Regions from separate parts of the Mus musculus genome. Here region 2 is linked to region 1. The links are chromatin contacts, called in public Hi-C maps. All regions are on one chromosome and are shown on one strand. The core of a region is the stretch at or near the end of the contact, and the rest is flanking DNA. Distances in the headings are between cores, read along the strand shown. Region 1 has its middle 15 kb from the start of Gadd45g. Region 2 overlaps Syk (spleen tyrosine kinase).

Region 1 (6,762 bases), core at 2,851-5,350:
AAAGCTGAGTAATAACACTGTCCCTCCGGTGGATGTCCTGTGCCCTTCTCAGGCTACTCAGGCACACACTGGGTGTAGGTGTGTCTGCCCCACCCCCACCCCCACCCCCACCACCCACTTAGCAGTCAAATCTCAAGTGGGATCCCCCGTTCATGATGTCTTATCTCACTGATACACTCCCCAGCCACCCTCACCTCACCACCAGGAAGCTCCAGTCACGATGGTCTGCCAGGGTTCTCTGATGTGAAACTGCTATCTGCCCATGGCATTTTGCATGGCAGCAGGTGGATACACACCATCTCCCCTCACAGGTTCCCAGCAGCTGACAATACACCAGAGTCTAGCTGGAGTCTGCAGGGAGAGTCTCAATTGGCCACCAGAACAGACAAGATTTCCCTGCAAAGACATAAGGAGGAGGAGGAGGTGGGAGGAGGAAGATTGAAGGAGGAGGGAAGAGGAGGAGGAGGAGGAGGAGGAGGAAGAGAGGACTGCTCTACAAACACTACATTTGTTCTCCAGCTTCCACAGGCATGCTTTCCCCCCTCAAACACATATGCTCATATACACACAAGAACATAGAGAGAAAGAAACTGCAAGCTCAGAGCATGCTGACCATGTCACAGGCTGCCCTAAGCTGTATCCTTGCCTAATACTGAAGGGAATAGGTATGCACAGTTGGGAGATCCCAGGGCATTTCCAAGGCAAAGTACTCATGGGCGTGACCCATGACTGGCAGGATGGAACGTCTCACAACCACATCGAATAGACATGTATCAGAAGTGGCTCCCTCTGCCGGGCGTGGTGGTGCACGCCTTTAATCCCAGCACTTGGGAGTCAGAGGTAGGCAGATTTCTGAGTTCGAGGCCAGCCTGGTCTACAGAGTGAGTTCCAGAACAGCCAGGGCTAAACAGAGAAACCCTGTCTTGAAACCTCCCCACCCAAAAAAAGAAGTGGCTCCCTCCCCGGGTTCTAACCCAACCAGACTCAGGTCGGAGGTGTGCGGTGTGTATGTGGGAGACAAGCTTGTATGAGAGCATCCCCCCACCCCATGCTGGGCCCTCATTTCTCCTTCCTTCTTCCCTTGTGCCTGGCTGTCACCCTCACGAGGGCCCCACACATAGTCTGAGTCATTGAGGGACTGTGCCTGGGGTCAGGGTCACAAAATCAGTATGAGCAGATGGGCCTGGCCAGGCAGGCAGGCAGCCAGCACCCAGCAGGGCCAGAATGAATGTGGGGCCAGGGGGAGGAGCAAACCTGCAGGGCAAGCAGATGGCCCCAGCCAAGCACCCTTCCTGGGACACATGCTCTGATGGAACTTTTATTGCTGCAAATAGGGCTGAACTATGCAGATGTAATGCAAGTGACCCCTGGTGGCAACCACCCACCCCCACTCCCTCCACCCGGCCCCCACCCCTGGCCACCTGCTTTTGTAGCAATCGCTCAGGTCACTCAGAGGCAATAATTTAAGGCTGAGGCCAGCTGCCCACTCCATGGTTGTCTGATCTCCCCCGACCCCTCACACCGGTGCTAGCTCCGGGTCACCCCTCAGATCCATTGGCTGGGGGTGGGCATTGCAGGGTCCATGCAAGTTAAACACAAAGGCCCCTCTTGAACATCCTTGGTGGTTTCTTAAATCTACAAGGTTTTGATAGGGAGAAGGTGTTCCTTCCCTCTTGAAAGCCTATGGTTCCTTTTGGAGGTGTGGGGTTGTGTGTGTCCCTCCCCCCCCACCCCCCGTGTCTTTGGTCTGAATATACACGGACAAAAATTCCTCACAAGACCACAAGCTCAAAATTCCAAGAGTGCTTTAGGGAGTGCAGAGATGGACCTGAAACCCACAAACACACGATAGCCACACCTATCTGTCTATCAAGACAAAAACAGAATGAAAGGCTAAGAAGGGATAGACCCCACGGGTCCTACACTTTCTGCTCAGTCACCAGCTTACTGAGGGTGGCTCCCAGGATCCAATCCAGGTTAGCAAATGGGGCCACAGGTGACAGAATACCCACCAGGGTGGGATTTGGGATATTTGCATAGAGTAATCATTCTCACAAGATCCACAGAAGAGACAACGGACAGATCTAAATTCCATATTCCCAGTAATCTCTGTAAAAACTTGTAAATTCCACCGCGATGCCTAGCGTTAATTGCCAATTTGACACCACCTAGAATCATCTGGGAGGAAAGCATCAGTGGGTGGTTGTTTACAGTGGGTTGGCCTGTGAGCATGGGGGGGGGGGGCGGGGGGAAAGGGCCTTTATTATATTAATTGCTGTAGGAATACCCAGTCTCCTGTGGGTGGCATCATTCCCTAGGCAGTGTAAGAGAATGGAGCCCTCAAGCTGAGCACAAGCAGGCAGACAAGCAAACAAGGGGGTATGCATTCATTTCTTTTCCACCCTGGATTGTGGGTGTGACTGACCAGCTATCCCAAGCCCCTGCTGTTGTGATTTTCCTGTAGTGATGGACGGTAACCTGGAATTGTGAACTAAAATAAGCCCCTTTTTCCGAGTTGCTTTTGGCCTGGGTCTTTTGTCACAGCAACAGAAGAAAACTAGCACAACCAATTGAAAGATAGAACGGCGTTAGCCCTAGGAAGGCAGCTTGTACCCCGTCAGCGGTGCCACTTGTGTGCGCATGCGTGTTTGTTTATGCGCGCATGCGAAGTATGTGCTTGCATGTGTGCACGTACCCGTGGAGGCTGGAGCTGATGTCTACTATCTTCCTCGCTTGCTCTGTACCTTATTTTTTGAGACAGGGTCTCTTGCTGAGCATGGATCTCACCAATGTGGCAGACTGGCTGGCAAGTGTGCCTTCTAGATCCTCCCGCCTCCATTTCCCAGGACTGGGGTTTCAGGCCCACGCCTCCACCCCATCATTTTACATGAGATCTGAACTTAGCTTCTCATATCTTCACGGCAAACTCTATACGGACTGAGCCAGCTCCTCCTCACCCCCTCCATTTGTCTTTATCTCCACCCTACCCCCACAATCAAGGTTCTCCTGACAGAAGCAGGGTACAGCCACCAGCTCTGCCTCCTGCCTGACCGGGAAGGATTTAAGCCACCAGAGTGGGTTTGGGTCCATCTCACTGAGTACCAACTGGTGGCTAAGTACAAGGCCTGAATCACACTGCGGGCTGCATAGGACTGACCTGACTGCTGGGGCGGGGGGGGGGGGGCAGGAGGGGGACAGGAATCAGACACAGGAACAGCGCCACACCCCACTTGGCTCCTCTAGCGCCTAAAGAGTCTATGCTGCACACTTGAGCTCAGACAGAGCTGAACCTCGGTGGAGCGCCTCTGGATGGGAGCTGTACGCAGTGCTTTCCTTCTGTGAGATCGCTTAGTTCTAATCAGGATCGATGATGTGCCCCTTCCACTGGTTCCATATTTGACCAGTGGAGAGAGAAACTGAGACTCACAGCGGTTGGGAATCGGTCCATCGATCCTGGCGTTTTGACTGCAGGATTCTAACAGAACCCCTCAGGTGTTTTTGCTAACCCTTATCACACCCAAGTTTGAAGAACCTTTAGTGGACCAGGGAGATGGCCCAGTGGGTAAAGTGCTGGTCACCAAAGCATGAGGGCCCACAATCAATCTCTAGTACCCCGGTGAAAGGTCAGGCACGATGCAGTGTGCTGGAGTAGAGACAGGAGGATCAAGGGAGCTTTCTGGCCAGCTGGCTAAGCTAAAGCAGCAAGCACCAGTTTGAGTGAGAGAAGATGACGACTCTGGACTCCGCTTACATGCCTGGGTGAGCACAGCAAGTAGAAATGGGAAGGAGAGTGAAGAGAGAGGAAGACGGGAAGCCGAGAGCCAGAGAAAGGGAAGAAAAGTAACAGATGGGATGTGATGATACCTGGGTTTCAGTGACTCTTGAATGAAATTGTCAAAACCTTTTTCCCAAAATCAAATGGAGAAAATAAAATTTTAGACACCCTGCTAGGTTAGGGCTACTCAATGAAAGCCCAATTAGGGGCAATGCTTTGAGAAACATATTGAATTAAAAGGGTTTGTACTTGAACAATGAAGTAATTACACTTAATGCTACCAAAACAAACCAAACGCGGGTCCACAGCACCCTCTAGTGTTTACATTGAGCATTTACAAGACCATTCTCCCTCATCCCAGCAAGCAAGACTCACCCAGAACATGACTGCTACATAAAGATGCTAAAGGAGTTCTTTAACACAAACCGGTCCAGTAAACTTTCACCTACTTCTCAAGCGTGGTGTCTCACAGTTGCAATCCCAGGACTCTGGAGGCTGAGACAGGAGAACTGACACAAGTCTGAGGCCAGCCTAGACTATTGAGAAACAACCTATTTTTTAAAAAAAAAATCGCTTGAAGCCCAAAAGTAACTGTAACATTTAATATCTATTGTTCTGGTGTTAATAAAAAGCCGATACAGCAAGGAGAGCAGTGACAGCATTTTATTTAAAGATATCTACATTTTAAGTTATTTATTTAGTGTACTGGGCATGCTTGCACTCACACGCAGGTGTGCACATACCACATTCTGTTCTCAGGAGCCAGTTCTGTCCTGTTGCCTTGTTGGACCCAGGGATAGAAATCAGGTTGTCAGGCCTACACACAAGTGTTCTACCAGCTCAACTATCCCATATCCTCATTTTAATTAAAAAAAAATAGTTGACCTACTAACCATATAATGTGCTATCTTAGGGAAGTTTTAACCAAATGCATGCAAAGATTAGGAAAGGTGACATAAAAGTAATATCTATGATTATTTAGAAGGAGAAAATAAATTGTGACAGAATATGGTGGTATAACATGTTTTTAAAGTACTAAAGAATTATCATGATCTTAATCTTAAATTTTTAGCATAGGTCTGGCGAAGTGGCAAGGTGGCAAGGTGGGTAAGGGCACCTGCTGCCAGGCATGGCAACCTGAGTTGCATCCCTGGGACCCACATCATGAAAGAAGGGACGTGACTCCAGCAAATTGTCCTCTGACCACAGCATGACCCAGAAGCACCCACCTAAAAGATAATAAATAAAATATAACATTAAAAGAAAGACATTGGCTGGGCGATGGTGGCGCACGCCTTTAATCCCAGCACTTGGGAGGCAGAGGCAGGTGGATTTCTGAGTTCAAGACCAGCCTGGTCTACAGAGTGAGTTCCAGGACAGCCAGGGCTACACAGAGAAGTCTCGAAAAAGAAGAAGAAGAAGAAGAAGAAGAAGAAGAAGAAGAAGAAGAAGAAGAAGAAGAAGAAGAAGAAGAAGAAGAAGAAAAGGAAGGGAGAGAGAGAGAGAGAGAGAGAGAGAGAGAGAGAGAAAGAGAGAAAGAGAGAGAAAAACATTGTTATACACCTAATGCAAAGCCAGCCCCTAATCCTTGGCCCACATTGCAGGTCATGTTGGGTAGTTGGAACATCAGTTCCACCATATTTTAGTTGCCAATCCCTTTTGCCTATCACTAAGACAGAGATAACAATCTCTCATCTACTTGAGATTGGGCGAGACAAGGCAGTCTCCAGTAAATGACAGCTGTGGCAGTACTGGGTGCCAAGGGTGCCCTTTACCACACAGTCTCAGAGTGACAGGTTTGTTTTTTGGTTTTGGTTTTGGTTTTTTTCGAGACAGGGTTTCTCTTTATAGCCCTGGCTCTGTCCTGGAACTCACTTTGTAGACCAGGCTGGCCTCGAACTCAAAAATTCGCCTGCCTCTGCCTCCTGAGTGCTGGGATTAAAGGCGTGCGCCACCACACTCGGCTCTGCATTTTTTTTTTTTTTTTTTTTTTTTTTTAGTGACCGTTTTACATCTGTGTGTGCAGAAGTTAATCTTGGTCTTTCTTACATGTACTGAGAAAAAAAAGACTTCACATTCCCGTTGCTTAAATTCTTCCAACTTGCTTGAATTCAGTTAGCAGCTCGTTGATCACTTCATTGTTCCATGAAGTTAGCTGGAAAATTAATTCTCTAAAAGGGAACGTTGCCCATGATTGTGAATGTTTGCTCAAAATTACGTTTGTCTGACATGGACGTAATGTTTGCTGTTTGCTACAATGTAGCAAGTACAGGAAGTACAGGTAGCAAGTACAGGAAGTACAGGAAGGTGCTGTTGTGCCAGTGGACAATGAATGAAAGCAGTTTCCTTATTTGTCTTGAGTCCTTTTTGAATTCCAAAAGCTTGTTGAATTTAAAAAAAAAAAAAAGCATTGTTACAATGTAATTGAAAAAAATGTTGCTCTTAACAGCAGCAACAAGAACACGCTCAACCCGAACCTCAAAACAGAGAGGGGGTCATGCAGATGGATTGAATGAGGTCAGAGGCCAAGGTGAATGAACCCAGCCGCCTTGCTTCCTCCGTTTGCCTTCAGCTCAGTCACAATCACCCAGGGTTGCCTTTAGAAGGTCAAGGGGTAAAATGTATGGGGCCTTTTCTTTTCTTTTCTTTTCTTTTCTTTTCTTTTCTTTTCTTTTCTTTTCTTTCTTTCTCTCTCTCTTTCTTTCTTTTTCTCTCTCTTTTTTAAGATTTATTTATTTATTTTATTTATGTGAGTACACTGTAGCTGTCTTCAGACACACCAGAAGAGGGCATCAGATATCATTACAGATGGTTGTGAGCCACCATGTGGTTGCTGAGAATTGAATTCAGGACCTCTGGAAGAGCAGTCAATGCTCTTAACTGCTGAGCCATTTCTCCAGCCCCACCCCACCCCCAAATGTATCTCTCTACTGACGTGTTCCTGTGCATGGCCACGGCCTCTGCACCTCACAGTGTCATGTGCTCTC
Region 2 (6,730 bases), core at 3,085-5,584, 810 kb before region 1:
AAAGACCGAAATCGCTGATCTTGGCATAGTGCTGTGTGACCAGAAGCACGTTCCGCGCAGCCAGATCTCTGTGCACAAAGTTGCTCTCTTCCAAATACTTCATCCCCATGGAAACCTGGTGAACCAGCTCTATGATGTTCTTATCCTTAATGTGCCTAGAATCACACGACATCATTACCAAGAGTGGACGGCGGCCATTCCAAACACACAGCCGTGTCCCCCGAGTACATGGAAGAAGGGTCGGTCCACTCGTTCCTTCTTTGTCGACAACAGGACAGGCTGGGAAGATGACTCAGGGCGAGGACAGTTGCTGCGTGCACAACCTGAGGACCTAAGTTTCGATCCCCAGAAGTGATGGGAGAAAGTTGAGTGTGGTCACCTGTGCTGTAATCTCAGCACTGGGAGGGGATGGGGACAGGAAGAGGCGGAGGCTTGCTGGCTATCAGAATAACCAAAACCACACCAAATCAAACCACGCCAAACCAAACAGGCAGGACTTTCTGTTTGTGGGAGAACCTTTTTTGTTTGTTTGTTTGTTTGTTTTTGACAAGGTCTCCCTCTGTAGCCCCAACTAGCCTGGAATAAACTGTGTCGATCAGACTGGCCTCAAACTCACAGAGAGCCACCAACCTCGGCCTCTTTGGTGTTGAGATTAAGGGTCTGTGCTACCACACCTGGCTGTGTTTCGAGGGAATAAAGCAGAGAGTGATTGAGAAGGACACACACAGTGGCCTCTCCTGGCCTCTGCACGTATGCATGGGCATGCATACCCATGTACATGTGCATACACATATACACATACACACATGTGCATACACATATACACATACACACACTATATGATGAGTGTGCTTCATTTTCAGGCATGCTTTGAGATGGACAAAAATTCATAGCGCTATGGAGAAAGCTTTTTAGGAAAGCGCTCATCCTGCAAGCAAGAGGACTTGAGTTTGATGCCTGGCGCCCTCGTGAAATAAAAGCCAAACATGGCGGGCGGCCTGCACTTGTAATCCCAAAGCCGGGTAAGTGAAACGGGTGGATTCTTGGTGTTCCCTGCCCAGAAAGTCTAGCTAAACTGATGAGCTCTGGCCCATGAGGGACCTCTGTCTCAGAGGAAGCAGATGGTATTCTAAGGGATGGGCATGGGTTTGGCTTGACCTTTGGCCTCCACCTGCTGCACATGCTCAAACTCACACATCCATGTTGGAAATGATGACGAAAAGCTGTACAGAAGGAACCCCGGCTCAGAGGAATCGGGGAGTTACTCTATGTTGACCGCAGCATTAGAGCACCTATGTCTGGACCAGAATCAACGAACTGCTGCTGCCTCTTCAGATGCAGGCACTCAAGAGGTCGGCCAGACGAGACACAGATGGTGCCCCAGGAACATGTTTGTTCCAGGTGTTTACCAAAGAAGAATGTTCTGCCTGCTGGTGGGCAATGCCCTGTCCACACACATTGAGGATTTTATCACTGGACAGGGCTAGGAAGGTGCCTTAGTTGGTAAACTGTTTGACTTATAGGGATGAAGCCTGAGTTGGGACCCACAGTGCTCATATAAAAGCCAGGTATGCCAGTGAGAACCTGTAATCCCTGGGGCTCTGTTTGGCTGAATTGGTGAGCTCCGGTGTTAGTGAGAGACCTTGTCTCACGAAATAAGGCAGAGAGCTAACAAGATAGTTCCTTGTCTCACGAAATAAGGCGGAGAGCTAATGAGATAGTTCCTTGTCTCATGAAATAAGGCGGAGAGCTAACGAGATAGTTCAGTGGTTAAGAACGCCTTCTGTTCTTTTTTCTTTTCTTTTCTTCTTTTTTCTTTCTTTTTTTTTTCTCCTTTTTGGTTTTTTTTCGAGACAGGGTTTCTCTGTGTAGTCCTGGCTGTCCTGGAACTCACTTTGTAGACCAGGCTGGCCTCAAACTCAGAAATCCACCTGCCTCTGCCTCCTAAGTGCTAGGATTAAAGGCCTGTGTCACCACTGCCTGGCTACACGTACTGTTCTTGCAGAGGACCGGAGTTTGGTTCCCAGCACTTATGTTGGGAGGCTCACAAGTGCTGTAAGCCCAGCTCCGAGGGATCTGACCAGCTCCTCTAGCCTCCATAAGTATCTGCGTTGTGTGGCACACACTCACACCAACATTCACATAAATAAAAAAAAAAAATTAAGTTGGAGACTGAGAGAGGAGAGAGGGTGATCTCCAATATTGACCTCTGGCTTCCACATAAACACATCCACACAGGTGCACACCCTCAAAGATGTACACACACACACACACACACACACACAGAGAGAGAGAGAGAGAGAGAGAGAGAGACACGAAGAGAGACAGAGAGACAGAGACTCAGAGACACAGAGAGGAGAGGGAGAGAGAGCTTCCCCTAGAAATCAGGCCCGGCACAGCCCAAACTCGGGGGACAGGGCGTGTGTGGGGGCGGGGCCCCGGCACAGCCCAAACTCGGGGGACAGGGCATGTGCGGGGTGGCACCGCACACAACTCGCATGCCCCAGGTCACCTGTTCTGCTGCAGGTACTTGTTGAGCGGCCCCAGCTCCGCCATCTCCATCACCAGCATCCAGGACTCCGCCTCGCAGATTCCGATCATGCGCACAATGTAGGGGTTGTCCAGCTGCTGCATGACGTTCGCCTCTGCCAGCAGCTCGTCCTTCAAAGCCGGGTCGTTGGCCTCGTTCTTCAGGATTTTCACAGCCACGGTTTTCACAACTCTGTGACACAGATTGTAACTTGTGAGAAACTTTCCAAACTGCCTAGAGGTCCTCTTCTCTGTAGTCACATTGTGTGTGTGTTGGGGGGAGGGGGGTGGAGGGGAATGGTGCTGACACCCGCTGCCCAATGAGAATCTCTTAAAGCCATTCAGAAAAACAAAACAAAGCAACCCAAAAACAAACAAACAAACAAACGAAAAAAAAAAAACAAACAAGAAACGGCCATGGGCTGGGGAGATAACCCAGTGTAAAAAGCGCATGCAAGAGTGAGGTTAAGAGTTCAGATCCCCAGAACCCACAGAAAGTTGGATAGCAGATGTCTGCAACCCCAGGGCTTCTAGGGGAGAATCTATGGAGATTCGTGGGGCCAGCAGTGAATCCCCAGAGGCGGTTTGAAACAAGGTGAAAGGTAAGAGGTGACATCCAAGGGTTGTCCCTTGGCCTCTATATATGTGCTGTGTCAGGAGTACCTGCACACACACACACACACACACACACACACACACACACACACATCAAGATAAATAGCTAGTACCATTTTTCTCCTTCTTGTGAAAATTTTATCACAGGTGCAAATTTTCCTTCTTTCTTTCTTTCTTTCTTTCTTTCTTTCTTTCTTTCTTTTGGGGTTTATTTGTTTGTTTGTTTGTTTGTTTGTTTTTGTTTTTTCGAGACAGGGTTTCTCTGTGTAGCCCTGGCTGTCCTGGAACTCACTCTGCAGACCAGGCTGGCTTCCAACTCAGAAATCCGCCTGCCTCTGCCTCCCAAGTGCTGAGATTAAAGGCGTGTGCCACAACTGCCCGGCAGGTGTAAATTTTCAAATCACACATAGCTGATGTTTATTCTTTCATTTAAACCACAGTTTGTTAGAATACTTTCAAGAGTTCAACACGATCTATGTGATATTTTTGTGAGAAATTGAAAAAGATCTGTATTTTCGAAACATGTTGAGGCTTGCTTAAAAGTAACAAAGCCCAGTGGGAGAGAAGTGTTTCTTTCCCTTTAACTCTGAGCTTGAACAACTCGTGTGCTTCAGACCGGCCATGGGGGTGCTCACCTGTGAGCCCCAGAGCCCCAGAGGTGGATACAGGAGGATCGTTGGTTTAAGATCATCTTTAACGTCCTCTGAATATAACACCTGCTCTTTCCATCTGATCAGCTATGCCTTTTGCAAGAGAGAAGAAAGACCAGCTTCAAATGCTGGTGCTCCTCCATATAAGGAAGGGGTGGAGATGCTCACTGGACTGTTACCCTGATTCCTGGAACTCCCCCCGGCGCTTCCCAGTCATCTGTGTGAGATCCTGTCCTAACTGAACATAGACGCACGGTCTTGGGAGGTGCTAGAGCATACGACTGTGAAAGCTAACAGGAGCCCGAGAGGGGGCATCTAGGGGACCCTACATCCTGTAGAGGCCACCATCCACACTGAGGCCCAGACTTCTCAGCGGCACACGCAGCTCCTGTGAGTAACCCCCACATGCGTGCCCAGTCACTGGTTCCCCAAATTGGACTTCGGGGATTGTTCTCTGGTTTGTGGTTGGTGCTCTGTATGATGGTAATGATTCCATACAGTACACAAGAGATTCTTTCTACAGCTGTTCTTTTACAGACAGAGGAACCATGCCCCACTGCCTGTGAACCCCGGTGTAGTGGACAGCAATGGAGAATGGTCCAGGCTGAGGAAAGCCCCGAATTGTGAAATATTCAACCAGCTTCAACAAAGTTCCCCTGTTGTGACACACATACAGCCTGCTGCAGTGTCATGTGGTTTCCCAGCTAGGTTCTGCCTACATGCATAAAGGAATACAAAGTTTCTTTATGATATTGCAAATGAGCCTCTGGGCCCAGAATTTAAAAAATAAAAATACATTGCTTTGCTTTTTTTTTTTCTTTGAGTCCGGGTCTTACATAATCCACTGTGGCTTGAAACTAGCTGTATAGTAGGAGATGACCTTAAACTTCTGATCCCCCTGTCTCTACCTCTGGGGCTCTGGGGGGCCACAGGTGTGTACACAACATGCCCAATCAGAAGCACACATTCTGTTCAAGCTCAGAGTTAAAGAGAAAGAAACACTTCTCTCCCACTGGGCTTGGTTACTTTTAAGCAAGCCTCAATGTGTTTCGAAAATATGGATTTTTTTTTATTCCCTCACAAAAACATCACATGGATCATGCTGAACTCTTGAAAGTATTCTAGCAAAATGTGGCTTAAAAGAAAGAACAAACATTAACTAGGTATGCTTTGAAAAATTACCTGTGGTAAAATTTCCACAAGCATGAGAAGTTGTTTCTTTTGTTGAACCTTCAAACCGATGAATCAAAACAGAACTATTCAGGAAATGGGCCGTGTGGGGGCTCAGGTGGTAAAGATACTCTCTGCCAAGCTTGGTGGCTGGAGCTTGATCCCCAAACCACATGCATGTACGTACACACACACACACACACACACACACACACACACCTAACAAATACACTAGGTCAAATAACAGAATTAGTGGGACACACACACACAGGAAAGTACACACAGCTAGTGTGGTGATCTAGAACACAGCCTGTGGCCTGACAGGAGGATTTAGATATTATCATCACCCTAGAAGCCTCTCTGGGCCCTCCCGGGAACATGGGAGGCTCCATTCTGTCATCTCTAGCCACCTATTTTGGCTTTCATAGTTGGGTCTATCATTACATCTGTGGTGTGAGGCAGGGATCTAAATTAAGAAGTTAGAAAAGGTTTCTTGATTCCTCTAGACATTTAAAAAAGAAAATACCACGTCTTCTAGAAAAGCAGAGGGGAAAGATAATATCCCACTAATTCTAAGAGGCTACTATTGTTCCAATTCCTGACTGTTTACGGTGGCCCAGGAAGAGACTATGAAACTCCTGGTCTTCCAAGCACTGAGCTCTTTTACAGGTAAGAGAGTAAGACTCCATTATGAGAATTGTAAGAAAGCAATTGACTGATAACTTCACGTGGTGGTTTAATGAGAAAAACCTCGGTAGGCTCATATATCCGAAGGCTGGGCCCCTAGTTTGGTAGAACTGTTTTGAGAATGTTTAGCAGGTGTGTCCTTGTTGGAAGAGATCTGTAACTGGGGGTGAGCTTTGAGGTTTCTTGCTCTCTGCCTCCAACTTGCAAATAAGATATACACTCAGCTACTGCTCCAGTGCCATATCTTCCTGCTGTGACGATGTTCAGAGACTCACCCTCTAAAACTAAACAAGCCCCCAATTAATTGCTTCCTTTTATAAGTTACCTTGGTCACGGTGTCTCATCACAGCAATAGAACAGTAATTAGGACACTTCATGAGCACAGATAGGAAAAATTCTAGGAGAAATACTCATGGGTTATATTCAGTTGCTTATGGAAGGAGATGTAATGAACAAAGGTGAGGGAGTTTACCCCAAGATGGAGGGACATGTTTAAGGTCTGAAATCTATGGCTGTAACTCATCACAGGAAAGAAAGAGAAGCACAAAGTGAGCTCAGTGGAGTGGGGGAGGGGGGGTAGTGGGGGGGTGGGGGGGTGGGGGATGGGGTTCAACAAAATTCAGCATAGATGCAGGACTAAAGAACTTGCAGAATTATCGGAACAAAATAGCATGTCTTCAGTCTGTCAGACAGCAGTCATCATACAGACATAAGCCACACCCAAAGGAATGCTGGGATCTCTCTGTAACCAGGCACAAGACTCCTGCCAGTTCTAAAACACTACTCTACAATTCTTAGTTAATGCACCAAGGTGAGGACAAACACCCAACGGATCAGGAGTAGACATGGTTTTCTTTTAAAAAGTATCACTATTGGGCTGGGGAGGCAGCTCAGTCTGTAAAGGGCTCGCCGTGAAATCATGAGGACTGGGCTTCGACCCCCAAGACCCCAGCATATAAAAAGATGTTTGTGGTACACAGCTATAATCGCAGCACTGGGGAGGCAGAGACAGGTGAATTCCTGCGCTTCTCTGGCCAGTTTCCATAGCCTAATTGGTAAGCTCCAGATTCCAGTGATAG

The links. A called contact is a pair of places that touch in the nucleus more often than the background predicts.
Region 2: a contact with region 1 is called in a Hi-C map of bone marrow-derived macrophages, with 15 read pairs. The contact joins two enhancer-like sites. A contact is called at or near these places in 1 of 39 promoter capture datasets (embryonic stem cells), 7 of 15 datasets of contacts at CTCF or cohesin (CD8 T cells, the NIH/3T3 cell line, embryonic stem cells and 3 more), 173 of 484 Hi-C or Micro-C datasets (the 4T1 cell line, the 63-12 cell line, the AML12 cell line and 92 more), 9 of 115 datasets of contacts at active chromatin or transcription factors (T-cell acute lymphoblastic leukemia, bone marrow-derived dendritic cells, double positive thymocytes and 5 more) and 2 of 9 other capture datasets (adipose tissue and embryonic stem cells).

Annotation. Positions count from the first base shown.
Region 1 is chr13:51,828,244-51,835,005 of GRCm38.p6, reverse strand. No RefSeq gene overlaps it. Among named protein-coding and RNA genes, the nearest start is that of Gadd45g, 15 kb to the left of the region's middle. Within about 2 kb of position 4,100, at least 4 of the 459 cell types and tissues checked have an H3K27ac peak or open chromatin away from gene starts, as enhancers often do. A contact at or near this core is called in bone marrow-derived macrophages, where this site is marked.
Region 2 is chr13:52,634,030-52,640,759 of GRCm38.p6, reverse strand. It overlaps Syk (spleen tyrosine kinase), which reads right to left. Exons shown (of 14, transcript NM_011518.2): 10 at 2,513-2,722; 11 at 1-155. Among named protein-coding and RNA genes, the nearest start is that of Syk, 41 kb to the right of the region's middle. Within about 2 kb of position 4,334, at least 65 of the 459 cell types and tissues checked have an H3K27ac peak or open chromatin away from gene starts, as enhancers often do. A contact at or near this core is called in bone marrow-derived macrophages, where this site is marked.